Linked DNA regions of Mus musculus: all the other regions are linked to region 1. The links are chromatin contacts, called in public HiChIP or PLAC-seq and promoter capture Hi-C maps. All regions are on one chromosome and are shown on one strand. The core of a region is the stretch at or near the end of the contact, and the rest is flanking DNA. Distances in the headings are between cores, read along the strand shown. Region 1 holds the start of Tmem123 (transmembrane protein 123). Region 2 holds the start of Mmp12 (matrix metallopeptidase 12). Region 3 has its middle 17 kb from the start of Mmp12. Region 4 holds the start of Mmp13 (matrix metallopeptidase 13).

The links. Promoter capture Hi-C pulls out the DNA fragments that hold promoters and counts their contacts. HiChIP or PLAC-seq counts read pairs in DNA pulled down with a chosen protein or histone mark.
Region 2: a contact with region 1 is called in an H3K27ac HiChIP or PLAC-seq map of bone marrow-derived dendritic cells, with 4 times the contacts expected there. The contact joins the promoter of Mmp12 here to the promoter of Tmem123 in region 1. A contact is called at or near these places in 2 of 39 promoter capture datasets (the C10 cell line and pre-B cells), 2 of 115 datasets of contacts at active chromatin or transcription factors (bone marrow-derived dendritic cells and bone marrow-derived macrophages) and 1 of 9 other capture datasets (macrophages).
Region 3: an H3K4me3 HiChIP or PLAC-seq map of bone marrow-derived macrophages shows a contact between it and region 1, with 4 times the contacts expected there. The contact joins the enhancer-like site here to the promoter of Tmem123 in region 1. A contact is called at or near these places in 1 of 39 promoter capture datasets (the C10 cell line) and 1 of 115 datasets of contacts at active chromatin or transcription factors (bone marrow-derived macrophages).
Region 4: a promoter capture Hi-C map of pre-B cells shows a contact between it and region 1. The contact joins the promoter of Mmp13 here to the promoter of Tmem123 in region 1. A contact is called at or near these places in 2 of 39 promoter capture datasets (the C10 cell line and pre-B cells) and 1 of 115 datasets of contacts at active chromatin or transcription factors (large pre-B cells).

What each region holds. Positions count from the first base shown.
Region 1 is chr9:7,762,816-7,765,865 of GRCm38.p6, forward strand. It overlaps Tmem123 (transmembrane protein 123), which reads left to right and starts at 1,262. Exons shown (of 5, transcript NM_133739.2): 1 at 1,262-1,497. The coding sequence starts at 1,407.
Region 2 is chr9:7,345,924-7,349,194 of GRCm38.p6, forward strand. Mmp12 (matrix metallopeptidase 12) reads left to right here and starts at 1,451. Exons shown (of 10, transcript NM_008605.3): 1 at 1,451-1,615; 2 at 2,662-2,909. The coding sequence starts at 1,502.
Region 3 is chr9:7,329,202-7,332,378 of GRCm38.p6, forward strand. No RefSeq gene overlaps it. Among named protein-coding and RNA genes, the nearest start is that of Mmp12, 17 kb to the right of the region's middle. Within about 2 kb of position 1,405, at least 5 of the 459 cell types and tissues checked have an H3K27ac peak or open chromatin away from gene starts, as enhancers often do. A contact at or near this core is called in bone marrow-derived macrophages, where this site is marked.
Region 4 is chr9:7,271,223-7,274,189 of GRCm38.p6, forward strand. Mmp13 (matrix metallopeptidase 13) reads left to right here and starts at 1,292. Exons shown (of 10, transcript NM_008607.2): 1 at 1,292-1,455; 2 at 1,543-1,784; 3 at 2,671-2,819. The coding sequence starts at 1,333. It overlaps Gm31639 (a long non-coding RNA gene), which reads left to right. Exons shown (of 5, transcript XR_379095.2): 5 at 1-286.

The DNA of each region.
Region 1 (3,050 bases), core at 12-2,511:
GCAACTGACCTGGTGTCTGTTGAAGGCCCCTGGTCTCAGGCCACTTTCATGAGGCACTTATTTCACTGTTGAGATCCCTGTTCTTCTAGCTCAGTCGCTTCTCCAATACCCCGCCTCTTTAAATCACCACACTGAGCACTGGGTTCCAAAAACTGGAGTCAGGGCAAGCATTCATTCTGAATACAGAATGATCCTTCCTAGTCCATGCCTGGAAGCACTTGGCTAGATTCTTCAGAAATAGAACCATCAAATCCTAAACACACAGCTGTTTTTTAAAGCCCGTGGTAGATGCTGGTATTTTCAGGTTGGCTGGTTGCAGTTTCATATGTCTTGTAAATGTAGAGAAAACGGGCCTAATTAATCCATGATCATCACACATCTATAACAAAGAAGCTTTGTGGAAGTCGAAAAGTATTTTTCATAACAAAGTTTTAGGCTTATCTTTGAAATGCCCTGGATCAGGTGTTAGAGAGCTGCAATACCCTGTGGAAGCTGTGTCCATCTTCCACGTTAGTTGAGTGATGTGTACTAGACACATAATTTTAGAATTCTGAGTGGAATCAAAATGCAGCATTGGCCCTAGGGCTTACGAGGGATTTTGCCAAAAAACTAGACTACAACAGGCTGTTTTTGAGTCGGGACAGCGAACTCTAGAAGACAGGGATCTAGGTTATAGGTGCTAAGTTTCCAACTGGTCTGCAAACTGCACCGCCCACTCTACATGTTTTTCCAGTTGTAGAAAAAAGGAGGCACAAGTGGAGTACCAAGATCATGACGGTTACTTTGAAACTTTTTTGAGTCTGACTTTCCTTCACTCCTCTGAGAGGCTGCAATCATCCAGTCTGTGACTCCCTCTCTTACTCCGCGCCGCAACCATGCCAATCCCACCCGAAAACTTCTAAATAAAGCCTGTCTTCAGGAAGTCCTGGTAGACGACTACCCCTTGAAAGTCAGAGATAGAGCCACAGCTGTCGTAGCACTTAGTCCGGACCACGCCACTCCCAAAACCACGACCTCATCCGCCTCCGAGAGCCCCGCCTCTTATCCGCTCCTCAGTACTGTTCAGAGAGCCACGCCCCTCCCGTCTGAGGCCTGTCCCCCTTGCCCCGCCTCTGTAAGCCACGCCCTCTCCCGGCTCTCCTCTTTTCTCAGAGCCACTCCCTCTCTTGGCCCTGCAGCTCTTCCCCGCCCTGCCTCCTGTGGGCCACGCCCCTCCTGACTTTGCCGACCACGCCCTGGCCCCGCCCCAGGCCGCCTGGCCTATCCCTATTTGGTCACTGGGGGGACTGGCGGCGGCGTCTGCAGGGGAGCGGTAAGGGCGGAAGGGGACGCGGAGCGGTCGCGTGCGCGGAGAGCAGCTCTGGGCGCCGGGCGGTTGCTGCGGGCGCTCAGGGGCCCTGGGAACAATGGCGCTGTGCGCGCGGGCCGCGCTGCTGCTGGGCGTGCTGCAGGTGCTGGCGCTGCTAGGGGCGGCGCAGGACCCGACCGACGCTCAGGGTAAGTTGGCAGGCGCAGAGGAAGCGCACTGCGGCGGCCTGCCTCTCCATGTTCGGCGTCCGCGTGGAAAGTTCCACGCGTCCACGGTAGACTCCCACCCCAACCTCATTTCCCTCTTCGCCCGCGGGCCACCTGCGGAGCGAGACTCCGTCTCTCCCCTGCTTGGGGACGGCAAGCCGGCGTGGTGTGCAGAACTTGCTGAGTTTCCCTGGGATGGCCCTTCAGCCGAAGACTCAAGTTGGTCCTCTTCACTGTAGTTCTGTGGCTGGTAGCAAGACCTGTAGATTGAAATTTGTTCGCTAACTGCCGCAAAAACAGGTCTGATTGTCTACCCACACAGCTTCCTGCTGAAGGTACTCCCAGAATTCAAGTTGGATTCCAGGGCCAGTTCGGCTGAGTGGGAACCTTGGGTGTACGCGCCTTGTTCCCCTGCGCAGATGAGGCTTGTGCTCGGACTGTAGTCACTACTGCTGCATACGCAGCAGCCTTGAGGTCCCTGTGGTCCAGAGCCTACGACGTCATCATTAAGGTCATAACAAGATGATGTTGACAGCCTTCTGTGTTGGGGATTTTGTTTCTCTTCGAAACCTTGACGTTTTGAACACTTTGAGAAGAACTCTGAGTTTGTGAAAATTCTATTGTCCCTTGTCATCTACTAGAGTCCAGTCGCTAGGGAAATAGTAAACTAGGATAAGAAACTTTAAATGACCAAAGTCTTTGTGATTTTCAGCTCAGTCATCTGTTGTGTTTTTCAGTCTCATCTATGAAGGGATAACCAGTGAGTTTACTTAAGCAGATGATTTAGGCCCAACACCTGCTTTGGCTGGAATAATCTGGGTGAATTAAACAACCCTATTTCTGTTGTGCTGAATTTCACTGTGTTTTGTAGAGTCAGGATCTCTTGTATCCATGAAGCCCTAACTGGCTTTGAACTCCCTATGTGGCTGAAGATAACCTTGAACTTCTGATATGCCTAACTCTACTTCGGGGATTACAGGGCTTCTTCACTTCGATTGGTTATGTTTTATGTTTGCTCTTTTGACTTGTACCAGTGACAAACTGGAATTGCAGGACTACTTCTGAGATCAGTTAAGGAAAGAATGTTGAGACTCTGTCTTAGAGCAAATATTAGACTGCTTATGGGAGGAGGCCTTTATCCTACCCAGCTGCTTGCCTTGTGTGTACAGATTTTTTTCCTCTCACGAATTACTGATTGAAGTGGAGTGCCCTTTTCTATCTTTTGCCCTCAAAACATTTTTGTTGTTGTTGCTGTTGGACTTTCTCACTATGCTCTGATTGTGAGTGTCTCACTAGAGAGGTTAGTGCTATTTGGAAAACCTGAAATGCTCTGATGCCATGATTTCATGAACTAATAGAACCAATTCAGTTCTATAGAGATACCTTCAAACTGTGCTAAAAGAAGGTGTTGTTAAGGGAGTGTCAGGACCAGGCCTCTGGCTAATCTGAGGCACTTTTTAAGGCCAGCCAGGGCTACTTAAAGGAGACAATATCTAAAGATTTTAACAGCAAGCCAAAAAAACCAAATAACTAAT
Region 2 (3,271 bases), core at 201-2,700, 420 kb before region 1:
CTTCTTTACAATGCTTACCACATGATCATTCCCTTTTTGAACCCTTGAACTTCTCCTACTTACAAATTTAGTGCTTAACAGTCCCTATTAAGGACAAAGGGAAGGAACTTCATAATAGTGAGCAGCTTTCCTGTCACCAGCACGCATAAGTCACTGTCTCATTTAACTGTCACAAGAGCATAAGGAAGTTAAATAGTTAAATAGTTCTCATCTCAAGTGGAACCTAGAGTCAAGCCACTCACGTAAAAAGAGGCAAGATTTGGTAAGTATCAGGGATAGTACAGGGGCAGGGGGATTCCTCTTCCTATCTTAGAAGAAAAGGAAAACAAATGATCACAAGGCACAGGACACCTATAAACTCTACTGGATCTGTTGTTTTGCATGATCACCTAAAGCTAAGTGTGTGTGTGTTTGTTTGTTTGTGTTTGTTTCTTGTGCACGTCTCTGTGTACATGCATTGCATAGTAGGCCTGTAGAAACCAGATGACAACTTCCAGTCATCTGTTCTCACCATGTCGCATCCAGGAGATCAAACTCAGCTCGTCAGCTTCGGGAGCAAGTGCCTTTGCTTGCTGAATCATTTCATGGCCCCTAAAAGATGAATTAAAATTAACACTAGGAAGTAGACAGCATGTCTGAATTCAGGGAAATTGGAAGTCTAAATTATAACCCATTCACATACCTATGCACTAGGCTCTTCATGTAGACTCTGCATGTGGTGGGATTAAGTGAGTGTTGAACAGAGCCTCTGCCCACACAGCAGCCTCATTCCAAAATTGTACTTTGGGAGTTTTAATCCTTGATTTCTGAATGTTTCTATTCTTTAAACACTTCATGGGGGAAAGAAATGGAGAGGCGGCAGAAAGAAAGGAAGTCTTTCACAACATAGCTGCAAGTGCTGAACTCCAATAGCATGAAAGATGAGGAACGAAGTTCCAGAATCTCCCCAGACAACCTGTCAGGATTGGATTTCAGCTTCCATGAGTAAAAGTCTCAATCCATATAAGAACCCAAGCCTGCACATAGAGCAAACATCAAAGCATGCTCATTGTACAAATTTTCTCTGATATTTAAACAAATAAAGGATTGATGTATTCTAGCAAAAATATTTTCTTCACACATTTTTTAAAATTTTACTTTAAAGCACTTTACCTATATTATAAATTATAAAGAGAGTTGTCGATACCAAGCTTTCCAAAACTCTGCTAATGGAGTTCTGTTTGTATTTTTGGCTACTGTGTTATCGATGTTTTGTCTTACCTTCAGGTAGAAGTAGGTGGAAGTTAAGATTTACCGGTCATTTGTAAGAAACAGAGAGGTACAGAGATGAGTGATGAATTAGACAATGGTTTGACCTGCTGTTACTTCACATGATTCTGAAGTAAATCAAGGGATGACATCAACAGTGAGTCAGATAGAGGATTTCATGGTCACAGATCCTGGTACTAGGGTTATATAAAGTGGGGCTTTAAGGGAACTTGCAGTCGGAGGGAACAGGTTGATGAGCTGCACTCTGCTGAAAGGAGTCTGCACAATGAAATTTCTCATGATGATTGTGTTCTTACAGGTATCTGCCTGTGGGGCTGCTCCCATGAATGACAGTGAATTTGCTGAAGTAAGTATTGACAGCATTGCTCTGGTCCAGCCTGACTGTATCTTTAATAGTTGCTGAATTTGCAAATAGTATGTTGAAAAGTGTGATTCGATTTGAAAATCAGTACAGATTCTCTCTTGTTACCATGTTTTGTTTTCCAGAGAGGATTATAAAGATGAAAGAATGTCATTAAACTGGTGAATAATTGTACCATCTACAAAAAGCTTTGGCTAAATTACTTTAGCTCAATATAATTAGATTACATTTCTAATAGAGTGTTGTGTATTGGTCTCTCACTCCATTTGTCTTTTATTTGAGGTAGTAGTTTAATATCCAGTAATAATGCAAGATTTGGACTTTGCTTAGTCCATGTGACCACTTCAAGATTTTATGATAGTTACAGCATGTTCTCTCTGCGATTTATCTCATATATTTATTCATAAGTATTTTAAGTAAGATGTGAAATTTTACCTTTTTCTAATTAAAAAAACTTGAACATCTATTTTCTAAAATTATATATATATTCCTTTTTTACACAGAATCCTACTGTGTTGTCTAGTCTGGTTTTGAACTTGTGGGCTCAGATGACCCTTCTGTATCGCCCTCCTCAGCAGCTGGCTCTATTTTCTAACATTATTATTACTTTGAATTCATTCAAGTTTTCTACTGTGTCAAGATTTTCCCACTGCTGGGGACTAACCCTAGACCTGCTAGCATGCTAGATAATTGCTGTACCACTAAACTACCTTCCCCAATCAAGTACCCGTATATACTAGATGCTAAAATGGCTCCTTAAAAACCTAGAAGCAGGTCTGAAGAAGGAGAATAATAAATAGTTCTTCCTCTGGAATTTTGGTAATCTGACTAATCATTTATGTTTTAAATAGCGTAGGAAATTATTTTTTCCTCCTTATAATTGATTCCCTAGGTAATAATAATAATAATAATGTAGCCTGTGATTAAAATACCTGGTTCTAGAATATCAGTATACTACTGACCATGTTTGCAGGGTTCCCAGCAGAAACCTGGCTGCATACAACCGTGTGCAATGCTTGTGTTTTATCTAGTGGTACTTGTCAAGATTTTATGATTATGGAAAGGACAGAATTCCAATGACAAAAACAAAAACCAATAGAAACTTCCTAAAAGAAAAACTCCAGGAAATGCAGCAGTTCTTTGGGCTAGAAGCAACTGGGCAACTGGACAACTCAACTCTGGCAATAATGCACATCCCTCGATGTGGAGTGCCCGATGTACAGCATCTTAGAGCAGTGCCCCAGAGGTCAAGATGGATGAAGCGGTACCTCACTTACAGGTAATGTCAGTGTTTGCCCTGGGGAGCTTTTCTACTTACCTATGAGTGTAGCTTCTAGAAACCTAGACCATTTAGCTACAACGTAGTTCTAAATCCAAAAGTAGCCTCTGTAAATTGTTAATACAAATGCATTCGTTAACTTCAGACTGAGGATAAGAGTTCAGATCCCAAGAAGATATGTAAAATCCAGGCATAGTGGCTGTCTGTAATCCCAGCACATGGGAGGCAGAGATAGGGGGTGCTCAGGGCAAGTTGGCTAGCCAGACTAGTAGAAACAGGGGTCTCTGGCTTTGGTTGAGAGACCTCACCTCAATACTGAAAGTGGAGCAGGTTTCAGGAAGATGCCTGAGTCAACTTCAGGC
Region 3 (3,177 bases), core at 155-2,654, 430 kb before region 1:
CAAACAAACAAACTCTATGGAGAACACCAAGAAAGTGAAGCCCTCTAAATCAAAGCTCATATGAACTCAGAGAGACTGAGGCATCATGCACAGGGCTAGCACATGTTTGCATGCATATATTATAGCTTTCGGTTTAGTGTTTTTATAGGATGCCTGAGTGTGCCAACAAGTAGGTCTTTGATTTCTGCGTCTTGTCTTGGACTCTTTTCCTTCTGTTTTTTCCCAATTCTAATATATTGTTTTTTTGTTTTATCTTATTATACTTTAGGAGGGGTTGTGTGTATGTAGTAGGGGAGGGGATAAAGAATGGTCATTGGGCACCATAGTGCACTCTAGTAGTATGAATGAATTCTACTGTTCTAGAGCACAAGAGAGCAACTATGGCCAAGAGCATCAATTAATTGTACATTATAAATAGTAAAGAAAAGTTTAAATGTTTCCATCACAAGGAAATAATAGATGTTAAAGACAACGGATGTGCCAGTTATATTGATCTACTGTTTACATGAATTTAAATCTTATACTGTACCTAAATACATACAATCAGTGCCTATCAAATTTTTTTAATCTAAAGAAAAATCTAATACTGTTGAGAAGGATAAGATGGCACATGGAGGCTTAGTGTAAGGCATATGCATGGGACTTTATGTTCAATTACCAGAAAGCACACACACACACACACACACACACCAGTAAGAGAACCCAAGAAAAAGACTTAGGACCTTTAGTGTGGAAATTTTGACCACAGTTGATGGTCAAGCTAAGTGTTGATTGGATGAGAGATACTACAAGTCATGGGAAATGTATGCTATCCTTCAAAAGGCTGAGAGGGTCCATACATAGAGAATATCTGGTTACTTCTTTTATTCTCATACATTCAGAAGGTTGAAATGCAAAGAAAATGAACACATTTCAAATAATGATGTTTTCATATAAGGATGAAAATATTCTGGGCACTCTCTTTCCTTGACCATTCAGGTGTACAAAATACTCCACCACCCTGACCCTGCTGACCAGGCTGGGACTCAAATGGATCTCTACATTCTCATCTTCTTATGAGATGACTGTGTCCCCACTCCTTTTCCTCCCTGAGGACTGAACTGCTGGATTTTTCAAGTCAATGCTGAACATAAGCAGTATAGAGACAAGTTGCTTTAAAGAGATCTCTAGGAAATGAGGTCATTCCTGTTCCTAGAGTGCACGTTCCAAGGTGCCAAGAAGCTAGCAGAGACAAAACAGAACGGAAATGGTGGAGGAATGGTCTAAGTTTTTTTAGTATTAAGATGGTCATGCGCTGACCCTCATGACAAACTATTATAGTCATTCTCCTTTTGGGCTCCACCCAGGAGAACCGAGCTTAGGGTATGTGCTTGGAGAGGATTACCCACATTAGGAAGTAGCTGGTTCCACAGAAGTCAGTTATTTTTCTTCACAGCATGACTCACTTACCTAGACCTCAGTTGTGACTAGAGTTCCCTTGCCTTTGAGCTGTTTTTTAAGCAACAAGAAAGCAAATTTTCGTTTCTTTACCTTCTCTTTTTTCCCTTTATTGCCTTCCCTCCTTTCTTCTCACTGACATGTGTAAGTTGCCCTAACTCCTATGTAGCCCCCATTGACCATGCACTCATGCGCCCTCTGTCACAGCATCTTGAGTACCAGGGTTATTTCTCTTCATCCTCTGTAGAACTGTTGAGCAGGTTTCCAATTAATGTGTTTTCAAAAAAAGACTCAAAACAATGTCGTCTCAAGTTCATACCACTGAAGATGGGGACTTGATAGATGCTGAAGGCACATTGGCTATAGCTCTTGATTTTCTTTTGGAATTATTTCACAACTGCTTGATTGCTGCTTTATTATTTCCTCAAGTTATCTCTTCTTTTATCTCCTCTATTAATATAATATGTCTTTGAGATCAAGAAATGGATATTTTCATTCTTCTGCCCTCCATGAGTGTAGACCTCAGACGTTTACAACACGAACCCAAAGAAGACCCAAAACTACTTCTTCATGCCCACCCAGCCTTTTGACTGGGAACTAATTATCTTCTGTGCAGAAATAACCAGACACTAAATATTTAGTCCATGGCTAGTTTTTACTCTACCTTTATGGAGGGTGGAAGAATAAAAATATCCATCTCTTGATCTCCCAGTACTGAGAAGGCAGAAAGAGAAAAATGGCTTTAAGATCTAGGAAATCTTGGTCTGCATAGCAAGTTGTAAGCCAGCCTGGTCTACATATCAAGATTATGTGTCAAATAAATATGTGTGCTGTTTTCTAGCTAGAAACTAATAAGTATCTCAAATCACACTGGGAAAAAAAAACAGTATAGAATCTTAAAATCTTGTCTTGTAGGAGGCTTTGCTTATTTGTTTGTTTACTGATTTTAGCTTAGGCTGAGAGGACCTTGAATTCTTGTTCCTCCTTTGTCAGCCTCCCAAGTGCTGTTGTTAAAGAGATGTACCAACACACCACAGAGCATCGTGCATACTAGTCAAAAACTCTACCAACTGATCTACATCCCAGCTGCATAAAAGCTACCTATAATCACATCATTTTACTTAGAACATTATGAAAGGCCAAAATACTGCTTCATTTTTATTTGTACTAAAAACCTCCAAGTTAGTCATGAGTGCTAACGAACATACACAGGATGGCAATGTCAGCCAGCAGGGTAGGCATTGTTCAGGAGCAGACAGACAGCCTGTAAACATCCTTCTTGTTTAATAATTATGTCAGTCCCTTGCTCAAAAACCATCAAAAGCTTGGTTTGTGGACTATGATTCAGATTTCTCAATGAGGATTAGAAACTTCCCCCAGCCTGATCCCTTGCACAACTTCCCTCTCCAATCAAACCTTTCAATTGGCCAACTCCTACAACTCTACACTAATATTCAGTCATCCCTTTTCAGTAGTCCAAAGCAGTCAAACTCTGTCATTTCTGCAGTTAGTGTAAATAAGCATACTCATGCTTCTCTTGCAACTCTGTTGTAGTATTTAAATCTTATTTCAAATGCAGCCTTATATCAGAAGCCTTCTTGGGCACCCAGGTTTATACTAGAGGCATGGCCTCCTATTTATAGTATAATTTTCTATGTTCCATTTTTTTCACCAGTACTATAAATTTAGTGTATAACAGAGAAAATTAAAGCCTCATTCATGTGTGTGTGTATGATTACA
Region 4 (2,967 bases), core at 42-2,541, 490 kb before region 1:
TTCCTTTTCTTATTTACATGTTCCTGGTAGCCTAGGCCAAGATCTTAATTGAGAATAATGGGTAAGAAACCACTCCTAGAGATGGGGCCACTAAGATGACCTTATCCCCAGGGAAACCAACGCTTTACTTTCCAAATCATTTACAAAACTATTATGATAAAAATTTTCCCAACAATAAAATTTCATATGACTACACATGTGTCATTGGAGGTAGATTTTGAGATATGGTAAAGAAAGCCTTAATTAGAAAGAATTAAAATAGTTCAAATTTATACATTGAAGATTACAAAAAGACAGGCACTAGATGTTAAATAATAATTGACCATGGGGCTAGAAAGTTAGTTCAGCCCATTAAAGATCTATTAACCTGCTCCTGGAAATATACCACTAGCCTTGGACGACAGCTCCCACTGAATACATTCTTTTAGAATTGTTATATTTTGATGATTTATAATGATGTTACCAGTTCTGTTTGTGATTCACTGAATACATAGTTTCAGAGTTGTAATGCTTGGATGATTTTTGTGCTTTACTGTGTCAGATGACTTTTGTTGGTATTTGTGATTGTTTCACTGGATACAGTTTCTAAGAAATGTAATGTTCAGTTTTTAATGTATAAAACCCCCTGCTTGAGAGCTGCAGAATACACTCAGATTCAAACTGCCTCTGTGTTTGTTTCTGTTTGTCACCACTGAATCCTTACCCACCTCGCTTCAAGGACCCTCATTCCAGGGACCCCCATACCCGACTGCGGTGGTCTGTGGCAGGACTCAATCATCTACAGTGTCTTAAAGACCTCAAGCTTGGTTCTTATACATTTCTGAGGCCTTCAAGGAAATACAGCAAGGATTCTCACTGTTGCTGCTCAAGACAGAATAGAGTTGAGAACTCATCAACCTATAACCATTTTGTGGACAGAACTTTGTCTTTCCTTACAGGAACAAACATTTTACTTTGCTATTATTATTACCTGAAAAACTCAGAGTAGCTGTTTTCCCTACAAAAGGAAGACAACATTTTTGTCCAGTGAAGTGAAAAATATACTAGCTGCTGCTTCTCCCCACTATATCCATGAAAATGCTGAGGCTGTTTATTTTGCCAGATGAGTTTTGATATTCCCCCACTGAAAGTAGAGATGCCTTCATTTTCCATTTCCCTCAGATTCTGCCACAAACCACACTTAGGAAGAAAAAAAAATACCATGTAAGCATGTTTACCTTCGCCTCACTAGGAAGTTAACACACACCCCAAAGTGGTGACTCATCACTATCATGCTATAAAATAGAAGATGCTTGCCCTGGGAAGGAGAGACTCCAGGCACTGCTGGGCACCATGCATTCAGCTATCCTGGCCACCTTCTTCTTGTTGAGCTGGACTCCCTGTTGGTCCCTGCCCCTTCCCTATGGTGATGATGATGATGATGACCTGTCTGAGGAAGACCTTGTGTTTGCAGAGGTACTGTATTCTGCCAAGGATGGCACTGTAGTGCATTTCTCAAATCCCTATTCTCTTAAAAGCTGGTTATTTTGGTCTCTTTTCTAGCACTACTTGAAATCATACTACCATCCTGCGACTCTTGCGGGAATCCTGAAGAAGTCTACAGTGACCTCCACAGTTGACAGGCTCCGAGAAATGCAATCTTTCTTTGGCTTAGAGGTGACTGGCAAACTTGATGATCCCACCTTAGACATCATGAGAAAACCAAGATGTGGAGTGCCTGATGTGGGTGAATACAATGTTTTCCCTAGAACACTCAAATGGTCCCAAACGAACTTAACTTACAGGTAAAGCAGAGGCTCTGTCCCTCACATATGTTACTTTTTTCTTCTACGTGTCTGACGTTAAGTAGGCCTGGAGTAGTTAATTGGAGGTTCGGTTCAGAATTAGCTTTAATACAAGGTTAAGAAGCACAGAAGTAACTTATATTTAATATCTGATTGCATTTTTCTGCAAAATTAAAAAGTTTATATTACACGTATTTCTAAATGAGTTCTGTAAGTCAACATAAAAAACTAATAAATTAGTAAGACCTATTATCTCAATGCTAGCCCCAACATTATTTTTGGTGAGTGTCTCAAGATATTTCTTGTAGAAATGAAACCACAAGTCAGGGAAGAAATTTAAAAAATTTTTGCTGTATTTATGATGATGTTCCTGAAGATGGAGGGTTCCACTCTTTCCTCAGACCCTACAGTGCCAGATTTTAGCTGCCAACAAATTTATATTTAATATGTTAAATTTAAGGTGCCAAGGTATTTATTTATTTGACAGTGATTAAATATTAGACAGAACTCTTGAATTTAATTCTTTTAAAGCACCTATTATATCTAATGGAAACTTTAAAGCAGCCATTTCAAGTTGAAAAGCAATATTCTAAGAAAGTATATTTGCTTTTTTTGTTCTATGTTGTTTGTTTGTTTAATGTATTTATTTAATGTACAAGTGTTCTGCTGCATATACAGCCACCTGCCTGAAGAGGATATCAGATCTCCCTATAGCCCTATGAATGATTGTGAGCCACCTTGTGATTGCTAGGAAATGAACTCGGGACCTCTGGGAGAGCAGCCAGTGCTCTTAGCCACTGAGCCATCTCACCAGTCCCTAAGAGAGTATGTTTTACAAACAGTTTTAACCTTTCAAAATTTAGCTGACATTTTCTATGTTGAATAGGATTGTGAACTATACTCCTGATATGTCCCATTCTGAAGTGGAGAAGGCCTTCAGAAAAGCCTTCAAGGTCTGGTCTGATGTGACACCACTGAATTTCACCAGAATCTATGATGGCACTGCTGACATCATGATATCTTTTGGGACTAAAGGTAAGGGTGTGGAGTTATTTAGACACATGCTCATACACTAATCCTTCCTTGCTTTCATTTTTTTTTATTCCTTTCACCAGTCATTTACCAATTTCAAAGCATTTGAAAAAGCTGCCAAGTCAGGCACAGTATATATAATGGGACTCTA